3 separate regions of the Mus musculus genome follow, and all the other regions are linked to region 1. A link is a contact called in public promoter capture Hi-C data. All regions are on one chromosome and are shown on one strand. The core of a region is the stretch at or near the end of the contact, and the rest is flanking DNA. Distances in the headings are between cores, read along the strand shown. Region 1 overlaps Phf20 (PHD finger protein 20). Region 2 overlaps Phf20 (PHD finger protein 20). Region 3 overlaps Phf20 (PHD finger protein 20).

Region 1 (2,639 bases), core at 77-2,576:
TTTGTTCCAGTTTTGGCAGACACTTTCTTCCTTGAGAGCTCTGAGGATGGGCGTGTGGCTCTCTCTGTTGGTGCCATTTCAGGGATGTCGGAGGGCACATTTGCACACACACACACACACAAACATCCCAGCCCCCATTGTGTCACTGCCCCTGGAAGGGATGAGCCTTGCCTGCTCTGGAGCACTCTTAAGCGGAGTCTTGCTCGGCTCCTTAGTGGGGGTCATTGGTTAATGGGTAGTGGCTCTTGACTGTCCCTTCCACCATGCCCAGCCTGTTTCAAGGTTTCTTAGTGACTGAAGAGTGAATGAGTCAGGTTGGAAGGTGCTGTCTCCTGAGTTTTTGGAACAGGACGTGCTGCCTAGTCCCTGAGCTTAGTTTTCTGTCCTTTCTAAAGAGACTTGTGATGAGCCGGACCCAAGAGCCATCCAGGTCATCTGTTACGATGGGAAGCAGAGATGGGTCCAGAGAAGGGAGGGCTGTCACCTGTCTAGTTAAGGTCTGGGGCCTGTCACTTGTCTAGTTAGGATCTGGAGTCTTCTGTTCATACTCAGTCCATTTGAGACACATTCCAGGCTCTGGAACTGCAGCCATCAATATGACGGATCCTTTTCTGTCTTTTAATGAGACTGGGGACAAAGAACAGAAGTTGAAACAAGTTAAATAAACCCAAGACAGGTGTACAAGTGAAGCTAGGAGGGAAAGCAGAGAGGGGGAGCCAGAGGCTCTCTGATGCTGGCTGGTGGCCAAAGGCCTGCCTGAGGAGATGGGGAACATCTGTCCTGGAGAGGCCCAGGGGATGCCTTGTCAGAGCTCTGGAGGAAAGAGGTCAGGCCAAGGAAGAGATTTGTGTGTGTGTGTTTCTAAAACTCAGACAAACCATGATAAGGGTGGAGTGAGGAGAAGAGGAAAGAGAAGGATGCTGTCAGCCTTAATCGATCGATAGGGATTTGGGGTTTCCTTCTGTGAGCAGTCAGAAGCTGTGGGAGAGTGAGTGGAGGGGGGAAGGAAATGACTTCAATCTGAAGAGGTAATTCAGCCGGCCATGGTAGTGAACATTTGTATCCCAGAACTCTCCAAACAGAAGCAGGAGGAACAGGTTCAAAGCCAGTTTAAGCTACATGGTTAGTTTAAGGGTTGTCTGAGCCATGTGAGGCCTTGTCTAGAGAAAGAAGGGGAGGGGGCAGAAAAGATGGGAAGGGAGGGAGATAGTTGAAAGGAGGAAGACTACTGATCAGAATTGGAATCCGTGCTCTAGCCCCTGCTGCGGGTAGGAGGGCCCAGGCCTTATTTCAGCTTTGTCTCCAGCACCGAGTAGAGGCCAAGGAAACGTGAACAGAATGAGCACAGCCATCAAAGCACAGGACCGCGGAGGGGACAGGACAGCCTGGGTTCCTCAGGCATGTTTGACTGTTGCAATGTCGTCTCTTTAGGTCAGAGGCCTGGCTTCAAGTACTGGTATGACAAGGAGTGGCTGAGCCGGGGACACATGCATGGTCTGGCATTTCTGGATCAGAACTACTCCCACCAGAATGCCAGGAAGATCGTGGCCACCCACCAGCTGCTCGGGGACGTGCAGAGAGTGATCCAAGTGCTGCACGGCCTGCAGCTCAAGATGAGCATTCTGCAGTAAGTGTGTGCCTGCAGCTCTGGGCAGGAGCTTACTCAGGCTCTCAGTTCAGTCAGGTTTGGGGAAAAAGGGAAAGCCACAAAGACCTGTACCACAAAATCTGTTACTATGCTGAGCATGTGGCTTCGGGTTGAGTGTTTGCCTAGCATGTGTGGCACTGAGTTTGATTACCAGTACGCTCCCCCACCCCACTCCCCCAAAAGTCAGTTATGTAATAAACGTTTCTTTGTAAAGCAGTTGACTTATTGAGGAATACTTTGCATGTAATTAAGTTCACTTATTTTAAGACCTCATTGAATTTGATAAGTGCATATATTCAGGCAACTAACACTGTAAACCAGGACATGATGTGTGCATTTGGTTTCTCTTGTTTGCCCGTACAGGAATGTGTGTGTGTGTGTGTGTGTGTGTGTGTGTGTGTGTGTGTGTGTGTGTGTGTGTGTGTGTGTGTGTACCAAATGGCACATGGTCAGAGGTCAGAGGACAGTTTGCAGGAGGTGGTTCTGTCCTTCCACCATGTCTTAGCCTTCCCTTGAGAAATGGAATTATAGATGTTGGCCACTATGGCTTAATGTATTCACTCACAGCTTGTGTTGTGTTACCTTTGGGTGTACAGTTACTTGTTTTACACTGAGGTTTTTTGGGGGTTTTTTTGGTTTTTTTTTTTTTTTTTTTTTTGGTTTTTTTGGTTTTGGTTTTTTGAGACAGGGTTTCTCTGTGTAGCCCTGGCTGTCCTGGAACTCACTCTGTAGACCAGGCTGGCCACGAACTCAGAAATCCGCCTGCCTCTGCCTCCCAAGTGCTGAGATTAAAGGCGTGAGCCACCACGCCCAGTGAGTTTTTTTTTTGTTTTTTTTTGTTTTTTTTTTACATTTATAGTGAGGGCTTTTTAAATTGTGGTAAAATATACATAATGCCAAATACCAAATTTGCCATCTGAACCTTTCTATTTATATCTATTTATTTTTTCTTTTTATAATAGGGTATCTTTATTTAGTACTGGCTGTCCTG
Region 2 (2,639 bases), core at 48-2,547, 95 kb before region 1:
GCCTCGAACTCAGAAATCCACCTGCCTCTGCCTCCTGAGTGCTGGGATTAAAGGCATGAGCCACCACGCCCAGCTTAACCTTTAGTTCTTTTTTTTTTTTTTAATATTTTATTTATTTATTATATGTAAGTACACTGTCTTCAGACACTTCAGAAGAGGGCATCAGATTTTGTTACAGACAGTTGTGAGCCACCATGTGGTTGCTGGGATTTGAACTCAGGACCTTTGGAAGAGCAGTCGGCGCTCTTAACCGCTGAGCCATCTCACCAGCCCACCTTTAGTTCTTAAATTGTCTACAAAATATACTGTTTTCTCTGTATTACTAGATTTAACTGCTTAAATATATGTGCTTTTTTTTTTGCCCTGGGGTGCTAAGGTTTGAACCAGGGTATTATATGTTCAAGAGAAGTGTTTGTCTTCTGAACTTCTATATCTTAAGCTCTGATGGGTAATTTTTTTTTTTTTTTTTTTTGGACATAGAATCATTCCAGTAAGAACTGCTTAGCCAGTTGGTTTCTGATTCCTCTTGTTATTGTGAGAAGGGAGTCAGGATACCCCACATCAAGCCACTGAGTTTTTAAAGTTCTTCAAATAGACCTGATAAAGGGCAGCCTTTTGTTTGAAGCTAGGTGTTTGTTCTTGAGTGGAAGCTGCTGGTTTATCAGTACAATGCTCCAGGAGGCAGCCCTGGGGAGCTGCTGAAAGACACCCTTTGATGAGGTCTTAAGTTTGTAGCAATCTCGTATTTTAGGGGAGATTTCTTTCCTGTATATTTTTCAGCTAGGTTCTTTTACTGATCCTCCTGCCCCTTCCTCCCTAGTGCTAGGATCCTAGGCATGTGCTACTAAAACCCAGCTCTCAGTGGGGTTTTTCCATTCTGACTCTCTTAAATCATTAGTGTCTGTTGCCCTGTTAGCTTTCCTGGCCCTTTTCCAATGTGATCCTGTTCCAGGCCCTGATCAGGACCAACCTGAATGACTAGACTGTTCTGTGTCCCTGGTCTTCCCGCAGCCCCTCCACATCTCACAGGAATGTCAGATTATCTTCAGTGACAGATTTGATCTGCATCTGGCAGTGGTCCCAGCTCTTACACTCATGTGTGACCTCAGGCAAATCACTTTCTGCTCTTAGGAGCTCCCCCCCCCCCCAGCTGCATGCTGAGCAGTTGATTATTTCAAAGTTCACCCCTCCTGGAATCTGTAGGGACCTTGTTTAGAAACTCAGTTGCTTGCAGAGTGCCTAGTAGCAGGGCTGATTTCCTTCACTTTCCTTGCTTCAGTGGGCAGACTGCCAATGGTTTCCTTGTCCCAAGTCACTTCTGCTGGCACTGTCTCCTTTCTAGCCAAATTGCCAGCTTGTCCTCACACCCAGTTGTCAGCGTTCTTTTGCTCTCTGTGCTTTGTCAGTCCTGGGCTGTGTTCATTCAGAACTACCTGACGGTGGAAGTCGGACTTGAGTTCTCCATTCATTGTTAGTGGCCTCTGCATCACTAAGATCACTAAGCTGTTTGGTTTTAGGCTGTATTTTGTATATAACCATATTTTCTTGTAAATGCTTATTTATTTATTTATTTATTTTGGTTTTTCGAGACAGGGTTTCTCTGTATATCTCTGGCTGTCCTGTAACTCGCTCTGTAGACCAGGCCAGCCTCGAACTCAGAAATCCACCTGCCTCTGCCTCCTGAGTGCTGGGATTAAAGGCGTGCGCCACCATCGCCCGGCTCAGTTCCACCTTTTAAAACCAAAAATTTATGTACTTAGATTTTTATTTCTTTTTCCCACCTTATTTATTCTTTGTTTTTTAATTTTACTTAATTAAACAAACAAACAAAAAACTATTTTGTTGCCGGGCAGTAGTTGCGCACGCCTTTAATCCCAGCATTTAGGAGGCAGAGGCAGGTGGATTTCTGAGTTCGAGGCCAGCCTGGTCTACAAAGTGAGTTCCAGGACAGCCAGGGCTATATAGAGAAACATTGTTTCGAAAAACTAAAAAAACAACCAACCAACCAACCAACCCCCCCCCCCCGCCCCCCTCAAAAAAAACAAAACTATTTTGTTTTGCCTTGATGTATGTCTACTTCATGTACACAGTGTCCTATGAGGCCAGAAGAGGGCGTTGGATCCCCAGGAACCGGAGTTGCAGACAGTTGTGAGCAGAGCAGCCATTGCTCTAGCTCCCTCCGTTGTATTTTTTGATAGAATCTCTCATTGAACCCTGATCTCTCCACTTTGGTTTGATTAGTTGGCCAGAGAGCCCCTGGGATCTGCCTGTCTCTTGGGCTGTGCTGGGGTTGGGTTATAGGTGAGCTCTCCGGTCTTTCTGCTTGTGCAGCAAGCATTTTATTCACTGAGTAATCAACACCTCCCCCCCTTTTTCCTTTTTTTTCTTTTCTTTCTTTCTTTCTTTCTTTTTTTTTTTTTTGAGACAGGCTCTCCCTGTATAGATCAGGTTGGCCTCAGACTTGCGAGCATCATCTAATCTCTGCCTCCTGAATACTGAGATTATAAGCATGTGCTATCATGCCTGGTCCCTACCTCCTCCCTCCCCTTACATTTTCCCTCATTTTAATTAGCAGGACGAGTAGCATGGCATTTTAAAGGTGAAAGGCAATTTGCAGTCAGATGGAGTAGAGTGTGTTT
Region 3 (2,639 bases), core at 37-2,536, 65 kb before region 1:
CAGGCTGGCCTCCAACTCAGAGATCTGCCTGCCTCTGCCTCCCAAGTGCTGGGATTGAAGGTGTGGGCCACCTCGCCCGGCTTAACCCTGTTTTTCTGTCTGTGTGACAGTAGAGCACACAGAGCACTCAGAGCAGGCATGTGGGCAGATGCTTGTTGCTTCCATTTAGTTTGTCTGTGTTGTTTATGCCAAGGCCTGGCTCTCCCTCACTTTAGTATGCTGCGAGTTAGACAAACAGCAGTGACAATGAACATCTTGCAGATTTGTTTTGACAAGTATGAGGCTTAATGTCCCCAATGGTTTTATATGGACAGTCTTACTTAGTTCTCCCCAGAAATGCTGTATTTGGGGGTATACAGCTGAGCAATAGAACACATATTTAGGGCATACAGGCCCTGGTTTCCATCTCTAGCACTGAAATAAAGACATAAATAAAATAAAGGTCTATTTGGAATTGAGTGACTTGAAAGACAAGAACTTACTCTGTTGGGTGTAAGGCTCACTTAGCTCAGTTTGACAGCTGAACTCCAGAAGGCCTCATACAGATTTATTTGTAATCATCCAGGAGAGATTTGTTTTCAAAATTTAAGGTCCCAAAGAAGTAATACAATTTGGATTTTTATTTCTTGGGGTGAGGATGGTGGTGGTGGTGTGGTGGTGCTGGCATTAAATTCCCTGAGATTCTTCTGTCTCTGCCTCCCAAGTGCTGGATTAAAGGAATACATTTGACTTGGAGTTTATACAAATACACTTGCAATCCCAATACCCAAGACACAATCCTGGCCTACGTATGAGACCTGGTCTCCAACAAAATGAAGCATGACCAAATAGCTAGTGGATAGGGTGTAGCTTAGTGATAGAGCCCTTGGCTGGCATGCAAGAAACTGAGATTCAGTGGCCTGCAGTGGAAATAAAACAGCAACAAATAATAAGCTGGATGTGGTGAGTCACTCCTGAAACCCCAGTGCTAGGACTTTGGGCAGGAGGATTGACAAAAGTTCAGTACTAGCTTGGGTAACATAGTAATATCTAGGCCGGCTAACAAGACCCTGTTTCAAAAAAACAAAACTCAAACCAAAGGTGATTCTAATTTTGGAGCTATTGCTTCTGGGCACATGTCTCTCTAGAGAGTAACTGCCTACCCCACTCACTTGCAGACTTGTACAGACATGCTGGCTAAGATGACAGGCTTTCCTAGTCAAGATGCTGGGTGGATGGAATAGAAAGTGCCTGCTATGCTTGATGCTCCTGCCTTCTTCCTGTTGTCTGTCAGCAGTGTACCATCTGTCCCAAGCAGCAGGCGGGCCTTCCCTGTTCTTGCAGCAAGCACAGTGAAATAGCTTCTGTCTGCTGCCTTCCAGATCCTTCTGCCACATTCTCCCTACTTTATTTCTAGTTAAGTGCTCATAGTTTCTGTTCCACGTAGAAAGAATTTAAAAATCTGATTTGTAATGTCCTTTATTTTTGGTTTCTTTTTTATTATTTGTGTGTGTACTAGCTGGTTTTGTGTCAGCGTGACACAGCTGGAGTTATCACAGAGAAAGGAGCTTCAGTTGACGAAATGCCTCCATGAGATCCAGCTGTAAGGCATTTTCTCAATTAGTGATCAAGGGTGGGAGGGCCCTGTCCATTGTGGGTGGTGCCATTCCTGGGCTGGTAGTCTTGGGTTCTATAAGAAAGCAGGCTGAACAATCTAATTAAAAACATCCCTCCATGGCCTCTGCATCAGCTCCTGTTTCCTGACCTGCTTGAGTTCCAGTCCTGACCTCCTTTGGTGATGAACAGCAGCATGGAAGTGTAAGCTGAATAAGCCCTTTCCTCCCCAACTGGCTTCTTGGTCATGATATTTGTGCAGGAATAGAAACCCTGACTAAGACAGTGTGCGTGTCTGTCTGTCTGTCTGCTGTCTGTCTGAGTGTGTGTGTCTGTGTACATATAGTATCGCAATTTGCCTATGGAGGTCAGAACAGCTTACAGGTGACTTTAGTCTGTTTTCTCCTGTAGTGATGGAACAGGGTCTCTGCATGCTGCAGACTAGCTTGCCTGAGAGTTATGGGCAGTTCTGTCTCAACCTCCCACCTTCCCACAGGAGATCTGGGCTTACAGATGTGTCCATCTGGCAGTTTTACCTGAGTTTCAGGGATCAAGCTGAAATGTGCAGGCTTGTTGTGGCAAGTGGGCTTACCCACTGAGCCATCTCATCTACCACTTGGTGTCTTTCTCTCTTTCTTTCTTTTATATTTTTTATTTTATATGTATGGGTGTTCCTGCATATGTGTCTGTGCCTGCTGCTCACCCTAGAAGCCAGAAGAAGATATCAGATCTCTTGGAATTGGAGTTACAGAAAGTTATGAGCTGCGTTGTGAGTTCTGGGAATTGAAACTGGGTCCTCTGGAAGAGCAGATAATGCTCTTAACCATTAACCACTGAGATATCCTTTCAGCTCCTGCTTTCCTTTAGGATTCTTTCTACTGATCATGTTTCATGTTTTGGTGTCCATTACTTCCCCCCTTTGTCTCTCATTATGTATGCATGCATGCTACAGCTGTCTTCAGACACACCAGAAGAGGGCATCAGATACCGTTACAGGTGGTTGTGAGCCACCATGTGGTTGCTAGGAATTGTACTCAGGACCTCTG

What was found. Capture Hi-C pulls out chosen DNA fragments and counts their contacts.
Region 2: a promoter capture Hi-C map of adipose tissue shows a contact between it and region 1. The contact joins two enhancer-like sites. A contact is called at or near these places in 4 of 39 promoter capture datasets (hippocampal neurons, liver and pre-B cells), 14 of 484 Hi-C or Micro-C datasets (B cells, CD8 T cells, DN3 thymocytes and 7 more), 11 of 115 datasets of contacts at active chromatin or transcription factors (the HPC-7 cell line, the SCID.adh cell line, bone marrow-derived dendritic cells and 6 more) and 4 of 9 other capture datasets (adipose tissue, embryonic stem cells, liver and 1 more).
Region 3: a contact with region 1 is called in a promoter capture Hi-C map of adipose tissue. The contact joins two enhancer-like sites. A contact is called at or near these places in 1 of 15 datasets of contacts at CTCF or cohesin (CD8 T cells), 7 of 484 Hi-C or Micro-C datasets (Sertoli cells, Th17 cells, bone marrow-derived DN3 thymocytes and 4 more), 2 of 115 datasets of contacts at active chromatin or transcription factors (the HPC-7 cell line and embryonic stem cells) and 3 of 9 other capture datasets (adipose tissue, liver and pancreatic islet).

Annotation. Positions count from the first base shown.
Region 1 is chr2:156,297,090-156,299,728 of GRCm38.p6, forward strand. It overlaps Phf20 (PHD finger protein 20), which reads left to right. Exons shown (of 18, transcript NM_172674.2): 15 at 1,432-1,627. Among named protein-coding and RNA genes, the nearest start is that of Cnbd2, 14 kb to the right of the region's middle. Within about 2 kb of position 1,327, at least 25 of the 459 cell types and tissues checked have an H3K27ac peak or open chromatin away from gene starts, as enhancers often do. A contact at or near this core is called in adipose tissue and hippocampal neurons, where this site is marked.
Region 2 is chr2:156,201,999-156,204,637 of GRCm38.p6, forward strand. All of the region lies in intron 1 of Phf20 (PHD finger protein 20), which reads left to right. Among named protein-coding and RNA genes, the nearest start is that of Phf20, 6.7 kb to the left of the region's middle. Within about 2 kb of position 1,298, at least 157 of the 459 cell types and tissues checked have an H3K27ac peak or open chromatin away from gene starts, as enhancers often do. A contact at or near this core is called in adipose tissue and hippocampal neurons, where this site is marked.
Region 3 is chr2:156,232,560-156,235,198 of GRCm38.p6, forward strand. The region is part of intron 2 of Phf20 (PHD finger protein 20); the gene reads left to right. Among named protein-coding and RNA genes, the nearest start is that of Phf20, 37 kb to the left of the region's middle. Within about 2 kb of position 1,287, at least 72 of the 459 cell types and tissues checked have an H3K27ac peak or open chromatin away from gene starts, as enhancers often do. A contact at or near this core is called in adipose tissue, where this site is marked.